2 separate regions of the Pan troglodytes genome follow, and region 2 is linked to region 1. The links are chromatin contacts, called in public Hi-C maps. All regions are on one chromosome and are shown on one strand. Each heading gives the region's core, a stretch centred on a gene start, on an enhancer-like site or on the middle of the called end of the contact. The rest is flanking DNA. Distances are from core to core; before and after follow the strand shown.

Region 1 (6,160 bases), core at 2,032-4,531:
TTTTGTATTTTTAGTAGATACAGGGTTTTACCATGTTGGCCAGGCTGGAAGTTCCTCCTTTAAAATAGGATAGTAGCACTCTCAGAGATGTAGGAAATCCTATTATAGAGAAGGGCTTGGCACAGGACTTGGCAGTAGGTTGCACTGTAAGTAGAAGCTGGGATTGTTGGACTATAACTCATGGAACAGGAAATATTCTGGCAGGCAGATGGGCAGAATTCTGATGGCTCCTACAACAGGAATAGAGAGAACTGGGTTCCACTTAAACAAGGTACCTCAAAGAGGCAATCTCGCTCTTGTTTAAAACTGCCTGGGCCGGGCGTGATGGCTCATGCCTGTAATCCCAGCACTTTGGGAGGCCGAGGTGGGTGGATCATGAGGTCAGGAGTTCGAGACCAGCCTGGCCAATATGGTGAAACCTCCATCTCTACTAAAAATACAAAAATTAGCCAGGCATGGTGGCGCATGCCCGTAGTCCCAGTTACTCAGGAGACTGAGGCAGGAGAATCACTTGAACTCGGGAGGCGGATGTTGCAGTGAGCCAAGATCGGGCCACTGCACTCCAGCCTGGGCAATGGGGTGAGACTCCAACTCAAAAGAAACAAAACAAGCAAAACAAAACAAACAAACAAACAAAAACTGCTTGGACTTGGATGGCCTCATCATTGCCTCCTTTTCTGGGGATAAGATGAAAGGCTCCAATCAGGCTGACTGGCACTGGCCAGCTTGCCAGAAGGCATGGTATCCCCAGCCCTCTCTACATTATTCTAAGTTTGGAAGTAGTCAGAAGAAAATAGTATGGAATTTTAGTCCCCAAATCTACTCATTAAAACCATGTGGATACTCTACTTCACACCCTTACTTGAGGCCTTCCTGGCTCTGACACAGATTTAAGACCTAACTTTTAGTGAATTTTCTGATTCCTGGTCCTGCAAATTAGAAGAGTTCATGAAAGGACTGCTGGAAGGAAGCACAACTTGCAGTGAAAAGTGATAACTGCTCGATATTAAAAGAGAAACCTGGAAAGTTCTATACAAAACAATATCCCTGTCCACTATGATAGTGGATTTTCCTTAAAGATCACTCTCAGTTGTGTAAAATGAAAAAGATTAAATTGTGTTTGGTATATTTTGTTTCCAAAGGCAGAGAAGTATGAAATGCACTTTAAGGAAGATTTCTGTTCAGAAGTTTTGGTTTCAGTGGTCTACAGAGTTTACTTTTGTGGAACACCTCGTTCTCTGCCAAAGCCAAATAGATGAAGTGTTGCTGTATTTAGAAAATAAGGAAAGTGAAACATTTGTTGTAATAATGTGAATCTTTTAAAAATAATTGTTAAGAAAAACTATAAAACTGGCATACTTTTTAAAAAGATTATTCAGGAGCAAACTCAGCTCTATTAGGAGCTTTTTGAGGAACAATACTATTTTATTTTGGTTACCAGGTCTAGATTAGGACTCGACACTCTGAGGTTGTTTGTTTTTGGATGGAGAAATGGATAGATGCCTGGATGTGTGAATGAATAGATGGATAGATAAATGGACAGACATTGAAGAGATGGAGGGATGGATAAATGACGTTATTTTGGCTTAAGTTGCATTTAGGAGAAGTTAAAAGGATGTGAGAGAGGCATGCAGGGGATATCAACTCCAAATCAGGAACGAAATGGCTTCTGGAGAGCTCACTTCAAAGAGAATAAATTTGAGAGTCAGAGAAACAGAAAGGATGCACAGCAGTAGTGAGATCCTGGCATCCATGGCAGTCATGGATGTATAACTGATTCTAGTGTGTACGTTATAAACAAAAAAGAAAACCCCAAGTTCTTGTCCTACTTCTGCTACTGTAGATCTGGGTGATTTAGGGGCAAACCTTTTGTACTTCTCGGGCTTCATTTCTTTAATCAGCAAACTCAGAAGGTGAAACTAGATCATTGAAAGTCTACACTACTGATGTAGATCAATACACCAAACAACAAATTTCATTTCAAGGACATTGGTATTCTTAGAATACAATTAACATCCTCTTGCCTTTGTCTAAAGCACTTACTTTGCAGTCAAAATGGCTTGTCCACATTATTATTTTTTGAATGAAAAGATTTGTGCCTCCCACACGTAGGGCTTGGTGTATTGTGAATGGTAGCCTACACATACGCAAATGAGAACTGGGAAGATAATTAAATCTGAGGTGGAAATAGAGTAGACTTGTGAATGAACAAAGAAAGTGTATTTCTCTGGAAGCCAAGATGTCAAAAGTACATTTTATTGATACTGTATACTCTCAGCTTCCATGTAAATCAGTATTCTCATGCTTCAAATGTTCTAACCTTGCATTTCTGAAGAATCTATTGTGTATATTAACAGCGGCTGTGGCAGGAGATGTCAGGCATTTTTAAATTCCAGATTTAAAGAGATTCATGAATGTGCATGATGCTATACATAAAGAATTGAATGGTCAAATGCACTTTATTTTGAGCTAAAAGTTAGAACAAAAGAGATTCATGTCAAAGACTTTGGATTCCCAACCTGGGCTTTTTTTTTTTTTTTTTCCTCAGAAAATAGCCATAAAACTAAAAGAGAGAACATGTGACCCAAAGGATTCTAAAATGCTTCAGAATTTTAGAATCCTTTCCAATGGCTCAGTTTGGGCAAACTAGCTCCAGACCCCACCACTATCCAAGCTCCACCATCCTTTCTTATGACTCACACTCACAAATGAGTGCTGAGAGCCTGCCCTGTGGGGGCAGGGATGCCCTGTTAGAACAAACATGAGCTGAAGGTGAACCCAAAAGTAATTTGGTTCCATCCCTTATATTACATAGATGAAAACCGCCTTCCAGGGAGGTGAAGTGATTCACAAAGTAACACAGCAAGTCACACAAGTCTTTTGATTTCTAACCCATTGCTTTTGTCATGGCCACACTGATCCCTGACAAATAATATAAAACAAGGAAACCAGACCCTTTTAAAAAAAAAAGGTTATAATGCTATTACTTTTTTTCAAATGAGCCATTTTTTACCTTTTCACTTTGTTGCTTTTGTCTTGTCAGCTTCTTGTAGAAAGATGACTTAGTACATGAAAATTCAACTTGGCATTTTCTTTAGACAAAGTGATCTTTTAAATGTAGCCAAAATTTCTTTTGGAGTATGACTCCATTTCACATAACACAGCCTAAGATTGATGTTTACTAAGTTGGTTGTTCAAATCATGTTCGGCGCTTGGTTACATGGGCTGTTTCTTTGTCTCTGTCTCTCCCTCTCTCTCCTTTTTCTTTGTGCTTGACACAAAAGGATGGGGGCCCCAGGATCATCTGGAAATGGATCAGTGTATTCATGTGTGAGCTTTACAAAGCACTGGAGCAAAGGTGTCATTAAACGTTAGAAGTCATTCAATCACACCCATCTTTTCATACAAAGTATAGAGAGAAAAGGCTCTGTATGGTAACTATGCATAAAGCTTTGTGTATTCATTTACCCTCACTTCTTGGAGTAGCTGGCTCTTTTTTTTTCCCCCTGCCTCTTTCTCTCTTAGAGGAGGTTTGAGATTAGCTTTGCTTGTCTAAATCTGCCATTAATACTAAGCTCCTGTGTAGTGCTGAAAGCAATTAAAGTAATAGATTTTTAAAGAGAGCTTGTGGGTTTAATTCTGATTATGTTTCCTTTCAAATTATTGAGGTTTTCTTAGGCGTCCATGGTAGTGCCATGGGCATGGCAAGAGAGAAGTATGACTCTTACCAAGAAAAAGGGAATGAATGGTCTACCCTTAATTATATTTCCAGCAACCTTTTCTAGGTACTAAATGTAGAAGTCAATTAAGGGAGGTTTCAATGTATCAGTATCCTGTTTGTCCTGAAATGTAAATGGAAGTTAGGAGAGTTTTGAAGCAGATGCCATCTGCTGGATAGTTAAGATACTGTAACCAAAATAATGTGAACAGAAAACATATGGAACAGTAGATCTAAATGAATGGACTGATTGCTAATTTAAGTAAATACTACTTCCCAGGCCCCAGGTAGAGTGAAATCTCCCTAATATACTGTCTACAATGGAAATATTTAAAATTTATTTTTTTCTAATCTGAATAAAGAAATCCCTTCCTGTTCATGTGTAATGCAGATCCTCAAACTCTTTATTTAGTTTGCCATCATAAGAACAAACAGAATCAGTGCACATCTTCTGAGAAATGATAACTGCAAAAATGCCTTTGGAAGCCCCCAAAATTAAAACCAGAAGTAATATAACAAAATGGGGAAGGGTTAATATGGTTATATGGGAACAAAGGGTAAGTATATCAAATTAAAACCATATGTAAGACAAATACAGGCTAAATAGTTAATTCTTCTTTTTCTCTCTCTGAGGGACCCTTTTAAATAGAATTGGTCCTACTTAACACCATCACACTCCCACACTGCTCCCTCATTGGAAGAACCCATAGATAAAAGAGCCCCTCCTTAAACTGTACAACCTCCCTTAGAAATTGTTTATTACAGTCATGTTCTGTATAACCCCTGTTGTTACAGGATCGCAGTCTGGCCTCCTTCTCTAACTATCAGAACAGGTTGTTTCACATTTTTGAAACCCATTTTCCTCATTTGTTAAATATCACTCAGTGAATTTTACTGTCCTAGTGAGCTATTTAAAAAGTTAAGGCACAAATTAATAGTATATCCATAAACAGCATTCCCCCAAAATATCCCCGTCTAGAGTTACTACTTAGAATTAGGACACTGACAAGTTAGTCTGTGAAAAGAATGGCATTTCTCCACATGTAGAAAAATGTCCTAAGAAATAAGAACCTTTAAATTTCCAATCTGCACCTGGCTAAGAACTCCTCTGGGGATTTTGCAGAGAGGAAGGGGCAAGGGACCCATGTATAGTAATACATGTAAGTAAGATTGTTCATTTTCTTTCTCCCAATGGAATATAAAACAGTAAAACAAACTCCATATATTTCTTACATGAAGAGCTCTCAAAATGATGGCACCCAAGTTGTCAGCTCCATTTCCATTTCTGAGTCACAGATACACATATATGGCTAAAAGGAGGGAAGGAGCAGACAAAATACCAAACAGATGAAGAGAGAAAGGAAAGATGTTCCCAAACATGTTAACTGTTTGCCCACATGACTTATTGGTATGTTAATGTCTCACATCAGCCACCGCTAAGGAGAATGTCGCCCCTTCCTTCCCTCTTAGTTTATAAATGGAGTCACATTATGTAATCACCCTAATGAGGTAATAGAAACATAAGTACACAGGAAAATTTGATAGTGTTTTCTCCTAATTCATCCTCTGTTATGTTGGTCACCCCCCCCCATCCCATTAACCCTCCTTCTCTCCTCCAGACTGGCCCCCTCCAAATTGGCTGAGTTTCCCGACCCAAAGGACATATTGTTGGCTATTGTTTATAATAAGTCTCTCCCCTCTTGGCAGGATAGAGAACAGCTGCTGGTCTATTCTCTGCCACAAAGACCAACTTCCTTCTTTTGCCCTGGATGATTGGAAGAAAGTCGGGGAGAAGAGCAATTTATAGTTGTGTTACAGTACCTCTATTTTCTTTTATGTTTATTTATATTGCTTCCATTTCTGTCAGGGATTTCTGAGATAATCAAGATCATTCTGCTACAGAGTTTTCATTTGAGTAGGCTCTAGTGGCAGTTGGCATTTTTCTTCATTGAGTCAGACATTTTAGGACTCCAGGCTAGAGGAAGCAGTGAACATTTCTCTATGAGAGTTTGAGAATCAATATTCCTTTTTCTAAAAAAATGAACTCATGAATGTATTCTGTGTTACATGAACAATTAATGACTTTGAATTTCTCAAGGGAAGACACCTTGTCTTTGCCAACTTTCTGTTCCCCAAACTTAGTACAGTACCTGCTTCATAATGTTTGCCAGATGAAGTAAGTGGAGTGCTGAATGGAGTTCTGGTTTGTTCTGTGAAATGTAAGCTATGCTGACAGTCCAGCACTTAAGTCTCACCCTAGACTTCAGTCCAGGCAAGGCTCATCACCTGAGGTGGGACCTTCTTCTGAGATCTTTGCCTTAGATTGTTTCTGGCTCTAGGCTTCATTCTAGGCAAAGAAGCCAGGGAACTCAATGTTTCAGAATCTAACCCCCAGCAAAAGAAACCTAGACTAGGTACTGAATCTTCAGAGAGACTTGAGCA
Region 2 (6,160 bases), core at 2,380-4,879, 340 kb before region 1:
AGGTATTTCAACAAAAAAAGTTAAACCTTTAAAAAATGACTAATAGAGAACAACTGTAATTTATTTTTTAAAAATTTTTGGCCAAAACATGAAATAGCATGGAAACACTTTACTTTTAAATTACAAGTTACATTAATATTCATATGTGCAAAGTAGTTTCAATGTCTTGAATAAACATACTTAGTTTACAAAAAAAATTTATCAAAATTCTGATTTAGATTACATTTTAGCAGATTAATCCCTTTTTATATGTATTAAAATAATAAACAATAATATTCCTTAGTGTCTGGCACTTTCAGTAATTATTTCTGCTTTCTTCATAAAACAGGATACAAACATATGACTTATTTAAAATCATAAAACTTTATTATTGTAATTTCCTTTTCTCATCAAAGGGCCAGATATGACAATATTTTTCAAATTATAGACAACATTTGTGAGTATGCAGTAAAAACACTAAAAAAAAAAAAAAAAAATTATTAAATCTCAAATTCCCAAGATGTTCCCCCATATAAGGTGGGAGCTCATATCATCACATGTAACATTACAAAACCTGTACTATAAAATTAGATGAATAAATAATAAACCTATACTATTACCAAATTCATAATAAAAAGATCAACTTACCAAATTAAAATCAGCCTATTTATTCCCTTTGTATAAATAACCTAAAGTTCCCGAGGTTTTTATTTCCCAGTTTCCTACAAATGAATTGATCAGAATGCCTCTTTATAGATCAGCTTTCCCATAGTTTCTCTCTCATTTGGCAATAACTTCCCATATTTACTTCATTTCCAGAATAATCTCCCCCTCTTGCAACCCACACAAATGTAAGAGAACGGAGGCATGATTTCTAAATAATTTCTATAATTCATAATTATTTCCCCATTATTGAATTTCATTTTTGAATTATTATAAATCATCCTGAAATCTAATAATATAAATCTTTCTCATCCTATCAGTCTATTAAAATATACAAAACATCATTTAAGATGGTTAACACAAGAAAAGATAACTATGGCAGCCTTCATAAATCAAGCAAAAGATTTCAGAAAAGTGCTTCAGTCTGTTCAGTTATCTCTAACTTTCACTAGAAAATTTAGGGAATGCCACTGTTATAGAAGGTATAATTGCAGATTCTAAAAAGTGAATACATGTGTACATGTAATTTATATCTCTTCAGTATCATCTTCTGATTATCTGTACAAATAAAAGGACAAAAGACACAGATGATGAAAACACATAATCCTCAAACCACTTCAGATACATTTTGTGCCTGTATTTCACAGGACCAAGTTGAGAATTCAGAACACAAAGAAAATTAAGCCATATTGCAAAGAGTTTGTCACAAACACAATGAGCAGAACAATAAAATTGAAATGACATTATTGACTTGACTTTGTCATCTTCTGTTTATTTCTGATGGTGGCTCGAAGTTTACGTATTACCAGTCTATCAGGTAGAATCATATCACCTTGTTGTTCTAGATAATCCAATAAATTTTCAGTCCACTGGAGAGCAGCTGCATGATTAATATGTTTCTCTGGAATTAGTTCTATTTCCTCCTCCTCATTTTCACTGGATTCATCTGCCTGGCCTTGTGCTCTTCTGATGATTTCGCTATCAGTTAACACTTCATAGCCTGGTTCAGTACTGTCTACTTCAAGCCATTTTTCAAGGTTCTCAGTAGTCACATTTTCCAATCCTTTGGTGTGTTGTAAAATGGTAGCCACAGTAGCCACAGAAATATCTTCAACATCAAAGTCCAGGCTCTCTTTCTCCTCTACCATAGGGAGAATCTTCTTCCATGCTCTGCTAATGGTAACTGGTTTTACTAAGTTCCATGCCATTGCTATTTCATAAAGTGCATCCAACAGAGTTAGCTTCTTCCAGAATGATTTCAGGTCATTACCTTCTTCCAAGTTGTTCTGGAGAAGACCTGCACGATAATTTCTCTTCATCGTTGCTATGACTCCCTGATCTGAAGGCTGAATCAATGAGGCCACATTAGGTGGTAAATATTTAGCAAATATTTGGCCATCATCTGACCTTAGGACATTTTCATTTGGATGTGTTGGTGAATTATCCAACAAGAGCACAGCCTTTTCCTGCAAGCCTTTAGATCTTAAATACTCTCGAACTTGCGGCACAAAAATTTTATCAAACCATTGTCGGAAAATGGAAAGATCCATCCATGCACCTTTTTGGCTGAAATAAGAGACTGGCAGGTTTAAGGTGTCAGTTGATTTAAAGGAGCGAGGTTTCTTTGCTTTCCCCACAACACAAAGTTTAAGTTTGTGTAAACCTGTTGCATTGGCACAACACATGATTGTGACTCTTTCTTCAATTGATTTGTGCCCAGGGACAGTGCATTTACCTTTGATTACTGAAATCCTAGAAGGCAAGCACTTCCAAAAGAGTCCAGTTTCATCTGCATTGTAGATTTGTTCAGGCTGTAAATTCTCTCGTTCAATAAAATCTCGAAAGTTATTACAAAAATCTTCCACCGCAGTCTCATCTCCATTTAATCTTTCATTTCTAATGTTAATCTCTCTAATGCTGTGCCGCTGCTTAAAACGAGTTAGCCAACCGGCAGAGGGGTTAAAATCACCATCCATTCCCAAAGCATAAAAGAAGAACTCTGCCCTTTTTGCACAAATTGGTCCAGATATGGGATTCCCTTTTGCTCTTTGCTGGTTGAACCATTCCAGCATTGCCCTGTCCAATTCCTCATACATGGATGGCTTCATAGATTTCCTCTTGGCCAAAAGACTTGTGGAATCAGAACTGCTTGCATAAGTTATAATCTTTTCCTTATTTTTTCTTATATCCCGAACTGTTGTTTCACCAATTCCATAAATCACTGCCAGTTGTTTGGAAGAACCTCCGTCTTCAAGTTTCTTTATTATATCAAGCTTATCTTTAATAGTCAACACCACACGCTTCCGTTTCCCCGACATAGCGAGGTTCTGGGACTCACCCCACACTCACAATGTAGCAATCCACAAAATCCTTCCTTCTCTTACACAGGCTCACTTTAACAGTCTTAACACACTCAGTCTTTCATCCTTACCAGCAACCTGGTGGCCCTGATCCCCTCCCGGGCTGGGGTTGGCTGGCAAATAGACTGCAGAAGAAGGTGAAAGAGGAGGAAGTTTGAGAGAACAGGCCTTTCTTTAACTTATACGGGCAGTAGCGGAGGCCCCATGTCACCGCGGATAATCCGGATTAAAAGCATGTGTTTTATTACCCCAGCAGCCGTGAGAAAGACTATACCCCCATTGTGTCCACGAACCTCCTGCACGTCCAGATCCCGGGTAACCGCGCGTCACTAACCCCTGCCACACCCCAAAGTTACGGCAGAGAGCCGAAGAGCCTAGGAGTCAAGGACTGGCACCCTTCCTCAGGGGAACGGATATATTAGATTCCTTCCCCAGCAGCAGGGCCCTCCCGCCGCGCAGCCCCAGTTTCCCGCGCCAGCTTTAGCCGGGACAGTCCTCCCCGTCCCTCAAAACCCGCCAGGCCCCTCTCCCCACCTCTCTTGCAACCAGGACCCGCACAGCTCCCTGACTATCGCGCGGCAGTCGCTCCGCCCCTAGCCACGCTCCCGGAAGATGATCCCTCCCGCCGCCTGGCCCCACCCCTCGCCCCACCCAGAGGCGGGACTTCCCTTGGTCCCCGGAAGGGGGGAGGAGCATCGCTTGTCATGAGCTGGTTGCCGGGGCGGGGGCGGAGGCGGAGGCAGAGGCGGAGGCGCTTTGAAAGGTGAGAGCGCGAGGGTGGTGCGGGGCTGTCTCCCGGCTGGGACTCGCTCGCGCTCCCGGTGCTAATGGTTTATGGGAGGGGCGGGGGAAGCCGTGCCTCCTCGCGGACTCAGAGAAAAATTCCCGCGGGCGCTCTTTGGGTGGGCCGGAGAATGCGCCTCTAGCCCTCCTCCTCAGTTGAGCTGCAGTGGGCGCGGTGCCCGTTATTTCCGCCTTGGGGAGGTGCTTGGAACTGATGTAGGGAGCTCGGTTGGTGATTTCTCGGGTTTCTGGCCTTTCCAGACCCTTGTAATTGTTTTCTCGGTGCAGAGCTCTTTTGGGGTCTGGGGGTTTCTGTCGTCCTGCGCGCGTCATCGCGAAGCTTGGCCTGAGGGTCCGGTTTCCTAGCTACTGTGCCCCTCCCTCCTGGAGGCAGAGTGACGGACTAGTGGGCTAGCGGGCGCTGGGTTCCTGCGTCCCGCCAAAGAGGTTTGTAATCATGAAAGTCACCCTTCCGGGTGTTAATTCCTGAGAGGATCTATTCCTCTGTCTACCACTCATTCCTGCTGCATTAACCTTCATTGTTAACGGATTTTAATGAATAATATAGTTATCCCGGATACCATGCTGGCAGGATCCACTTTGCGAAATTGTGGACTGTTGGACTGTGATTCTAAGTGGGGGAAATAGGCTTTCCTCTCTTTATGTTTATTTTCTTATATCCTATTTCTGTCATGTTCTGTCTTGTTTTCCTGCCAATAGAAGAACTACGATAAATTTATTCATAGCAATGTGATAAGAACTTGATCTTAATCATACACTGTAGCCCTCAAATCGTGTATTATGCTGGCTTGTTTTTGGTGTCCCTAGTAATTTCATCAGATTGTGAGCTCCTTGGAAGCAGAGACCATGTTTATTTGAAATGGTGGCAGCACAGTTCCTAGCAGGTCCTTGCATTTTGGTAGATATTCAATAATTGTTTTTCGGCTTATTAATCTTTGCTCTCCAAACTGCCATATAAAAGAAAACATCGAAGAGGAGTGATGTTTTACACCCAAGAATGGATCCCTCCCGGTAGAATTTCAAATAATGACCTGGGGTTCCACTGCCTTTCAAATCTGTAAAGTGTTATCTACCACCTGCATTGTTTATACAGCAAGTAGGTGATTTCTAGAATGAATCTTTTCTTGAGTATGAATTAACCTGAAAGTTTAGAAGGAACTATATTTCTTCTGATGAGAAAGTCAAGTGGCATCATCAAAGTACTTTTAGCTATAGAGGTACTGTGTTAGAGAAAGAACACAAGCAATATGGATTATTGTCTTTAATATATATTCTTTGGCAGATAACATAGCTATGTATGTGCATCTTATATTAACCATGAAACACAAAGATGTGATAGTATTGATCATCTTCATTCACTTATTTAATGCTTTCTGTTTGGAGTCTCTGTTTTTCTCTTTGCTTAAAGGTAAGGTATCATTACAGAAGCTCGATAAAATTCTCATTTCAGGAAATTAAGTGTATATTCAACATATACAGAAGTAACATTCATTTGCATGGATTCTCTTTTGAGTAGATTCGGAAGACCAAGAGGTATCTTACCCATCAAACTAGCTTTCCTTCACATTTCTCTTCCGAGGTTCACTCACCTTTTCCCTCCGTTATCATTCTTCCCATCCCAGCTAATATAGTGAAGCTATCTACAATTTAAAAAGAAGAGCCAAACATATTCAAATTGTCTTTCCTTTTCAGTAACAGAATTTTTTTACCTTACTGATATAAATGGTCATTTCGAAATATGAGAGACCCTGGCAATTTGGCAGTTGGTCCAATGAAACCTGATTTATTTTGTTTAAATAAAAGATGCTGCCTCAGGCATTCGAATTCTGCAGTTTTCCAAAATATGTTTCTCATCAGAGACTGCCTTTCTTTGAAATTTTACTTTTGGGCTCACTGGGGACTCCTTTGAATTTTGCAATTGGTGTTATTAATAAGATGATAGAGGGAAGTCTGCAAATACTCTTTTCTTGCCTGGTGGATAATAATTTACAGAAGTTTCTGGCCTAACTCATGTGCAGTCAAATTCGGTTACATAATTTTTTTAAAAAGCATATTTGTAAACTCTAAACCATTTTAATCGTTATTTTTCTGAAACTAAAATACAGCATGAATGAGAGATAAAAATAATGATTTTTAAAGGCTTAATTTTTACTATCTTGTACAAATGTGATATTGGCAGCCGTGATTGTGTGGCACTGGACGGGGAATCAAGAGACCCGGTTTCTAATCCCTGCTCTGTCACTAACAAGCTGCGTGATCTTCGGTAAGTCATTTAAACTCTATGTCCTTGGCTTTGATATTTACACATAAAAATAGATATCTTCCTTCTAGGATCATTGTCAGGATTTAAAAAT

Evidence for each region. A called contact is a pair of places that touch in the nucleus more often than the background predicts.
Region 2: a Hi-C map of stem cell-derived neural progenitor cells shows a contact between it and region 1, with 2.4 times the contacts expected there. The contact joins the promoter of JRKL here to the enhancer-like site in region 1. A contact is called at or near these places in 1 of 7 Hi-C or Micro-C datasets (stem cell-derived neural progenitor cells) and 1 of 1 datasets of contacts at active chromatin or transcription factors (stem cell-derived excitatory neurons).

The regions. Positions count from the first base shown.
Region 1 is chr9:98,158,677-98,164,836 of NHGRI_mPanTro3-v2.0_pri, reverse strand. All of the region lies in intron 2 of MAML2 (mastermind like transcriptional coactivator 2), which reads left to right. Among named protein-coding and RNA genes, the nearest start is that of MTMR2, 130 kb to the right of the region's middle. Within about 2 kb of position 3,281, at least 4 of the 24 cell types and tissues checked have an H3K27ac peak or open chromatin away from gene starts, as enhancers often do. A contact at or near this core is called in stem cell-derived neural progenitor cells, where this site is marked.
Region 2 is chr9:98,494,947-98,501,106 of NHGRI_mPanTro3-v2.0_pri, reverse strand. It overlaps JRKL (JRK like), which reads right to left and starts at 3,629. Exons shown (of 2, transcript XM_016921850.3): 1 at 3,537-3,629; 2 at 345-3,127. The coding sequence starts at 2,960. The coding sequence ends at 1,386. It overlaps CCDC82 (coiled-coil domain containing 82), which reads left to right and starts at 3,712. Exons shown (of 8, transcript NM_001280316.1): 1 at 3,712-3,765.